Regions from separate parts of the Gossypium hirsutum genome. Here regions 2 and 3 are each linked to region 1. A link is a contact called in public Hi-C data. All regions are on one chromosome and are shown on one strand. Each heading gives the region's core, a stretch centred on a gene start, on an enhancer-like site or on the middle of the called end of the contact. The rest is flanking DNA. Distances are from core to core; before and after follow the strand shown.

Region 1 (2,700 bases), core at 48-2,547:
GAAGGAAGCATAAGAAGAATGAATTGCAGCAGTTGAAACCAAAAAGCAGTGGGATGTCAGAGATAAATTTCTTACCATAAAATGAAAGTCACCCATTCTGAATTGAAAATTACCTTTGAATTAACTGGCTAGTATTTTACAAGCATTCAAAAAACACCAATCTTCTTCAAATTGATAAATAAATATTTACATTCTAAAGCTTTAAAAAAGAAGAAGAAAAAAGCTACCAACTAATAAAAAAGCAAGATCAGTTTCCACTTTCCACCAAAACTGCACCGCAACAGACACATAGGAAATTAACTGTTTTGGAAAAATGACTAAAAATTAAATGTTTCAACTGAGACATATTAAAAACTAAGTTTTTCATATTTAAAAAGCATAGCAATTAATTAAAAACTTTATCAATTCAATCAAAAATTTTAAAAATATAGTTATTGGATTTAATGGCGATCCGTTGCATCAAAATTAAAATTTTAAATTAATAATTTAATCAAATAAATTTAAAGTTTATATCAAAATTAAAAATATACGAGTAAAAGTTACCGACTCAAACTCCAAAACTGTGATTATATTACACACTATTTTCAAATTAAAAAGATAAAAAATGGAGACTGGGTATCTGTCCCCGCACCTCTCATATAGTCTAACATTTGGTTTTTTTTTGTGTGTGTTTATGAAGAAATTAGAATTTAGTTTTAGTAATTTTATTTTAGGGATCCAGTCTCTTTATTTTTTATATTTTAAAATTTAGATCTAACGGTTAAGATTATTTTGTTAAATTTATGTTCATTTAATATCATTTATTTTAGTTACATTCCTATCAAGTAAGTATTTTTTTTGTAATTTTAAAATGTCACACTAATAAATTTAACAAAAAAGATTAATGGTGTCAACAATTAGATCCGAATTAAAAAATTTACTATTACCAATATTAACCTAAATTTTAAAATCTAAAAGAATAAATTCCAAAAATAAAATTACAAACAATAAATTATAACTCTGTAAAGAATACAAAACCTGACATGTTTTAACTTCAAAATTAAAATACAAAACCATAAAATGTCAAAAATGGAGTCATAGAAGGAAATGGAGATGCGGGGTATCGATCCCCGTACCTCTCGCATGCTAAGCGAGCGCTCTACCATCTGAGCTACATCCCCACCGATGATACCTGGGCAAAGGAATCTCGTAATGGCGTATCTGACTTTAAAGTTGTATTGATGAACTGTTTGGAGTTTTGTGGATCCCACATCTGTCTTTTTCTTCTTCTTTTCTCCCTCGATTTCTGGTGTGGTGAGTTTTAACGCTCCTGCTTGTTTTGATTATTTGCAGTAGGTGGGTCAGTTACTGAAAATATTCCCTTTTTCTGGTGTTTATCTTCTGTATTTTTTTCAGTTATAATTTCTGTTCCTTGTTTCAACAATTTCCGTTTAATTTTTCTGATTTATGGTATTTTTATATGGGCAACGGGGTTAAACAACTGTCTCATTCAATGAAAAAGATGGATGGTTGTGTTTGATGGAGATGGTCATAATTAGATTTTGATGTTCAAAAAATGAATTATCTTAGTCATTGGAATAATGGGTCTTCTCCAGTTTGCTGCTTGTCCTTTCACTAGTATAGGATGGTCAAAGCACAAACTATTATACTAATGAAATAGCTGTTCATTAAATTCTATGGTTTGTTTTGATGAATTAAGGTCCTTAATAATGGAGCTAATTTGGTAAACACATGGTTTTTAATTAGTGGTCGAGGTTACATAATTGGATTCTCTCAATGCTATTAAACGCTATGTAACTGTCACTAGCCAAATGTTGTAAAGAGGAAGTCCAATCTTTAGGTGAAGGTTTTATCTGAGTCGATATGTGAAATGACATTCTAGAACAATGGACTGTCGAAACCGAAGTGGTCATAGGGGTTGTTGGTGAAAATTATGTCTTGCCTGCCTTTAACCATTGAAACCATGGATTTCTTCGAACTGCCGAACCGTGCTTGTTTCATTAAGAACGAATCTTCTTTTACGATTTGTATGCAATCTGTTGGTTTCAGTTGGCAAACGCAGTTGCTGCTTTTTTGGACAACTCCCATCAAAGCCTTAAACCATTCTAATGATATTGTTTTATGTTTGCTTTAGTTAAATTCTAATTTTAGGGTTTATATCATTTAAATTTATATTTGGCATAGGTAAGTTCAAGAATATGTACAATTTTCTCCGGAGTTTTTACAGTGCCTAAGAAAACCCCTTAGTGATTATGATTGAGGGACTTTTCACCATGCCTATTTTACCTTCTTCAGTGGCCCCAAAATTTAATGCATATGCTTCCCTTTTCATCTTTATAAACTCCATTTCTCTAGAAACCTACAACAAAATGTCTTCCTATTCCATTTTATTACTCAATTTCCTTTCATAATGGCTGAAAAGATGAAGAGAAGTGGCAATTCTAGGTCTCGGCGGATGACTTATGTAAAACGTAAGGAAAGCGTTCTCAAGCAGGCCGCTGAATTATCTATGTTATATCATATAGATGTTGGACTCATGATGTTTTCTCCTACAGGTCAATTTACCAGTTTTGCTCACAAGGGAAGGTTGATGAAGAATCTCTAATAGATAATAATGTTTTTTTTTTCTATGTTCTTGTGTTTTTTAAGTTTTAAATGCATCTTGTGATAACATTTTTCTTATGCCTTCTACAGGGTCGA
Region 2 (2,700 bases), core at 82-2,581, 140 kb before region 1:
TAGAAAATTGCTTATAGTATGAAAAACCTTTTATTTTTCATCAAATGTAATCTCTAGATGTGTAAATAACAATATTAAAATTGCTTAATAAATATGTAAAAATAATTTATTACCATTTACCAAACCTCGTGCAAGTTTTGTGCAATTTTAAAAAAAATAGTAATTTTTCTGTAATTTTTTTATGTCTTTAACACATAATTTTGGTAAAAAGAAACTAGGCTAAAAAAATGTCGATGCCAATTAAATTAAGATTGAATTGACAATAATTGACATTTTTTTAATTTGTATTCCAATAGCTATCTAAAAATTTCAACTAAAATCAATTTTAAGATTTTTCTTCTTTAATCCTAATTTGGCCCATCCAAATATAAGGGAGGACATAATGTTCTTTCTTTTGATCGCTTAATAGCCTTCCCCTACCCCAAGGGCGAAGCTAGAAAAGTTTTTTAGGGCGGGCCGAAATTAAATTGTAACTTTTAATAATCTATATCTTTATAAATGTTAAAGGATTAAATTAAATTTTTATAATTTTTAAGGGGGTCAAAGTGTAATTTTACCTTTACTAATAAAAAGAATAAAAACATAATTAAAAAGATTGAATGTGAATATGAACATTTGAAATCTAACCATACAAATTCTTGGATAGAATTAATAATTATGGGTAGTAGAATAAATTTATCACTCTAGAACAAAATTTACCAATTTTTCTTTTTTTATAGGAGTTTGAAATATTTTGTAACTAAGAAAATAAAATGACGCACAAAAAAATGTGATATTTATTACGTGTAGTTAGTAAATGTTAATATATAAATAAATAAACTTGCGTTTTCGTTTTATGATTCCTATTTTTTCAAATTCAACATAATTATTTAGATAAAATCAAACATAAATTTGACCACTAAATAACTAGGCATTAAATTTACAATTTATCCCAATTTAAAAAGAGATTCAGACATTTCAGCACAGCTAAGCGGCCACATCAGCATTGTCTCACACCACAAATCGGAAGCTGTTCAGACACTAAGCCACGTGTCCATCTGTGATCTCTCGAGATGCGGGGCTAAATTTTCGTCTCGAAAGTCAAAATGAGAAACCCGCACATAATCTCGGGTGATGACGTGGTGATCAATTTGTGACCAATCCTTCTATCAAACCGCCCTCAATCTTTCCACTCATTTACCATCCTCGCCATCGTCCGACCAAAACGGATGACCGCAATAATATCACATGTCCACGTCATCCTAGAGTATCCCATCCACAAAGCTAACATCGCAGCACGTGGCACGCACCCATCAAACCTCGGACAAACGTGAATAAATAAACCAGTTTTTGCTCACTGAAAAAAAAAAAAAAAACTTCCAGTTACCAACGCTGACAGCCCTTCACTGTTCCCCCTATTATGTATTTTTAGCTCAAAGAAATGTTTGCTTTTTTGTTATCAATGTTGATGCGTATTTGCTTCGGTTAATGGATTATGTGTTCTTCGACATGGCTGATTTCAGAAGCCGGGATTGGGTTCTTTTCATTGTATAGGTAAAGCTTAATCTCAATTTACTCTGTTTCTATGATTTTAAATTTTAATCATTCAAATGATTCAATTCCTTGTTCTTTGTACATGATCTGGGTATAATTTTAATGTTTTTTTTTGTTAATTTTGATTATTGAAGGGTAGTTTTTGTTAGGATTGAGGAATCAATAGAGCCGAATTACCGCCCAACTGCAGTGGTTTACTGTAAAGTTAGGGGGAATAACGGGATGGAACCTGTATGCGATTTTTGTCGAGGGGAAAGAGCAGTGGTTTACTGTAAATCGGATTCGGCTCGGCTTTGCTTGAGCTGTGATGGGTGCGTTCACTCTGCAAATTTGTTGTCATGTAGACACGTTCGTTCACTTTTGTGTGAGAAATGCAATTCTCAATCTGCAGTTGTTAGGTGTTTGGATGAGAAATTGTCTCTTTGTCAGGATTGTGATGGTAATGGCAATGGTTGCTCGAGTTTGGGGCATTGGCGAGAGGCCCTCAATTCTTATACGGATTGTCCTTCTTTGGCTGAGTTTAGAAGAATCTGGTCTTCGGTTCTTGGTGCTTCGTCTCCTGCTGTTTTTGATGTTGATTGGCCAGTCGGTGCTTCAACTGCTAACGACAATTGTTTCACTAACTGTTTGAATCAAATAGACCAAGGGGGCTCATTTGAACTGGCTGGTACAAAGTTAAATGAACTAGGTTCATGTCCTAAGCTAAAGCCTTGTATGATTTCATCTTCTCTGATATCACCAAATGCAAATTACATCCCTTACTGCAAAGATGGAGAACCTGTTTTCTCAGAGGAGCCGAATATGCCAAAGGTATGGCTTTTGCTGCTATATTTATTTGAATTGGTGATGGAAAGTATTGATTTTGAAGTAATAGCTTGACTCTTGAATCATTCTTTGTTTAGCCGCATTTGGACTGATCTCTCTTGAATGTTTGATTTTGGCTCCTTTTGTTCCAGGGTTTTTCTGACCTCAGAGATTTCAAAGTTCCTGATGGTGATGACCTTTGTGAAGGCCTGAACATCAATGATGTTCAATTCAGCTTCAAAACTGCCAATGAGATATTTGGCGGTTCACAAGGCCAAACTAGGTACCAGTTTGAGAAGGTTGGGACAGATGGCCCAATTATGGACAAAACTTTACCGGTAATCAAATCTAATGGTCCTAGCA
Region 3 (2,700 bases), core at 51-2,550, 190 kb before region 1:
GTGGATATTCCTACGGCTCAATCCGAGTCTTGGAAAGACAAGTTTCTGGGTACCCACAAATGAGAAGAGTAATCTATAGAATGAAGATGATATCAAATTACTTGAGGGAGGCGCGAAAAAGGAGATTGTTGATGGCATCCCTTCCATCACTTTCTCTGACCGAGTGCATCATTTTATTGCCAAACAAATGACTCGAACGGTGGTTGTCAAACTACTAGGAGGAAAATTTCATATCTCACTATGTCAAACAAATTGCAAGCAATTTGGAAAACTAAGCAGCCTTTACAGATAATTGATATAAAGAGTGACTACTTCTCTGTCAACTTTCAAAATGATGATGATTACCTTTTGGTGATGTCTGGGGGGCCTTGGACAATTTTTGGGCAGTACCTCTCTGTACGGCTATGGACTCCTGAGTTCTCAACAGATCAAGAGTTTCCTAAGAATATGATGGTCTGGATCAGATTGCCTGCATTGCTGGAAGGAATGTACACGAGAAGTCTACTCAAGTTCATTGGAGGCGCGATTGGTCCCGTTGTGAAAATAGACCGTAACAAGACTTCCAAATCTAGGGGGCAATTTTCGAGGATTGCGGTTTACATTGATCTAGGGAAACTATTGATTTCAAAGCTACAGATTGATGGGAGGATACAACGTGTGGAATATGAATCCATGTCCTAGGTTTGTTTTAAGTGTGGGAGATTCAGACACTCTAGAGATTCTTTCTGTCATAATTTTGTAAGAGATGTTTCATCTGTAGGAGCTGCGACTGGGAATCTTGACAAGGGTGTATTTAACCAAGGAGGGGAAACGTTTGATTGCTCTGGGAAGAATAGTTTAGCGCCTGATGTTGAGGAAGGGGATCAGTTTGGGCCATGGATGTTAGTGGAACGCAAGCCACGGCGGAAACCATTAACGACGGCAACAGAACCTAACAGTAACTCTGTTGTCGGGATCGAAGGTTCGAGATTCAACATTCTAAGCGGTAATCACGGGTTGATTGGAGAGGTGGCTCCTGATATCTTTTATGGAAACACTGGGAATCAGGGATCTACTGTGCCAACATTGGGAACAAAGCTGCAATCTAGGGATAAAGCGCCATTCAATCCTCAAATCAAGGGTAAAGCTTTTAAGAAGGGACTTGCAAAAAAAAATGCAAAGCTGTTTCATCAGCGAATGGGCTGAAAAATATTTCACATGCTTTAAAGCCTGTTAAGAAAAATGGGCCTTCGCTTGGGTCGGAGGAAAACCCATTTGACGAAGGATAAAAAATGGGTCCAAAATTGATGGAATCTAACTCTGTCCCAATTAAGGGTCTGTTTGATAGGGGAAAATATTTTCCGGAATTGGTTTTTCCCATTTTCCAGTGTTTGATTGGAAGAAAATATTTTCCTTTTGGAAAATCAACTCCAAAACACGGGAAAATGCCTTACAATTTTTGAGAAATTGTCTTACCGATTCAATCTCCGTAAGACATTTTCCTAAAGCTCTCAGGCATTCTTCTCCCTTCATCCATTCTTCTCCCTTCATCCGGTAAGCTCCCTTCATCCACTCTTCTCCCTTCCTTCATTCCTTCAAATTTCTGTTCTCGAAAGCTTCATTTTGGTTCAGAACTGGAAACCGCTGCTGGTACGTTGCAATTCTATTTTTCGACGGTTACTTCGTTTATTTTTCATTTCTTTTTGGCGTTTATGCTCCGTTTATTTTTCATTTCTTTTTGGCTGCTACTGCCGCTGCCATTTCTGCTTTCAAATGATGGGTAAGCTTCCTTTTTCTTTTATTCTTCGTTCGGTTGTTAATGCTGAAAGCCATCTTTCTAATTTCCACTCTTTTTCTTCTTCTTCTAACACCATTGCTACCCACATCGACTGCCTAAGTAAGAAACCCATGTCCATGCCTGTTAGAGGAAAGGGAAAAACAGACCACCGCTTCGATAATGTTGATCATGCTTTGAGTTTGTTCAATAAGATGATTGAAAAGTACCCAAAGCCTTCAATTGTGGAATTCACTAAATTATTTGCAGCCATTGTTAGAATGAAACATTATGCCATTGTTGTTTCTATGTGTAGCCAGATGGAATTATTAGGTGTTTCCCATGATGTTTATTCTGTGAGCATCTCGATTAATTACTTTTGTCAATTAGGTCGAATTGATTTTGGGTTTTCTATTTTGGGGAAAATGCTGAAGTTAGGTGGAGCCTGATGTTGTAATTTTTTCAACTTTGATTAATGGGCTTTGTAATCAAAGTAATATTTCTGTGGCCGTTTGTGTGTTCGATATAATGTTTTCTGGAAAAAGGATTGATCTTTATGGTTGTATTATCTCTAGTAATCTTTTGTAAATATAATGTTTTCATCTTTGTTGTTGATTTATATTCTGCCCTCTTTATACATAATGTTCTGTGTAGAGAATGAGTATATATCTTGTATCCTGTTGAATGGGAATATATAATTGAACCTATTTTACTTTTCTTTTCCCAGTTGGTTGTGGAAAGAATGTTGGCTTCTGAAGGAATAAAAATGGTAGAATTGGGCAGAGATGAATTAGAAAAACGAGTTTGGGAGTGGAAAGAGAAGTATGTCTTCCCTTAAATTATTTGCATACTTGGTTTTTCTGCTGTTCTTTGCTGATTTTGAATCTGTTACTTTGTACATATCATCTATTGTGTTTTTGTTGTTTATGAAGAAATGGCTTAGGGGG

Evidence for each region. Hi-C and Micro-C count contacts between places; a contact is called where the count stands out from the background.
Region 2: a Hi-C map of leaf shows a contact between it and region 1, with 2.7 times the contacts expected there. The contact joins the promoter of LOC107918765 here to the promoter of LOC107918919 in region 1. A contact is called at or near these places in 7 of 34 Hi-C or Micro-C datasets (callus, hypocotyl and leaf).
Region 3: a contact with region 1 is called in a Hi-C map of leaf, with 2.9 times the contacts expected there. The contact joins the promoter of LOC107920748 here to the promoter of LOC107918919 in region 1. A contact is called at or near these places in 10 of 34 Hi-C or Micro-C datasets (callus, hypocotyl, leaf and 1 more).

Annotation. Positions count from the first base shown.
Region 1 is chrD13:9,299,885-9,302,584 of Gossypium_hirsutum_v2.1, forward strand. LOC107918919 reads left to right here and starts at 1,298. Exons shown (of 10, transcript XM_016848487.2): 1 at 1,298-2,471; 2 at 2,556-2,586; 3 at 2,695-2,700. The coding sequence starts at 2,411. LOC107919584 (uclacyanin 1) reads left to right here. Exons shown (of 2, transcript XM_016849021.2): 2 at 1-65. It overlaps TRNAA-AGC (transfer RNA alanine (anticodon AGC)), which reads right to left and starts at 1,160; the gene lies at 1,088-1,160.
Region 2 is chrD13:9,159,003-9,161,702 of Gossypium_hirsutum_v2.1, forward strand. It overlaps LOC107918765 (putative zinc finger protein CONSTANS-LIKE 11), which reads left to right and starts at 1,332. Exons shown (of 7, transcript XR_001690230.2): 1 at 1,332-1,533; 2 at 1,683-2,343; 3 at 2,490-2,700.
Region 3 is chrD13:9,108,020-9,110,719 of Gossypium_hirsutum_v2.1, forward strand. It overlaps LOC107920748 ((S)-2-hydroxy-acid oxidase GLO1), which reads left to right and starts at 1,301. Exons shown (of 4, transcript XM_041110208.1): 1 at 1,301-1,533; 2 at 2,495-2,575. The coding sequence starts at 2,496. LOC107920749 (a long non-coding RNA gene) reads right to left here and starts at 1,170. Exons shown (of 2, transcript XR_001690764.2): 1 at 346-1,170; 2 at 1-211.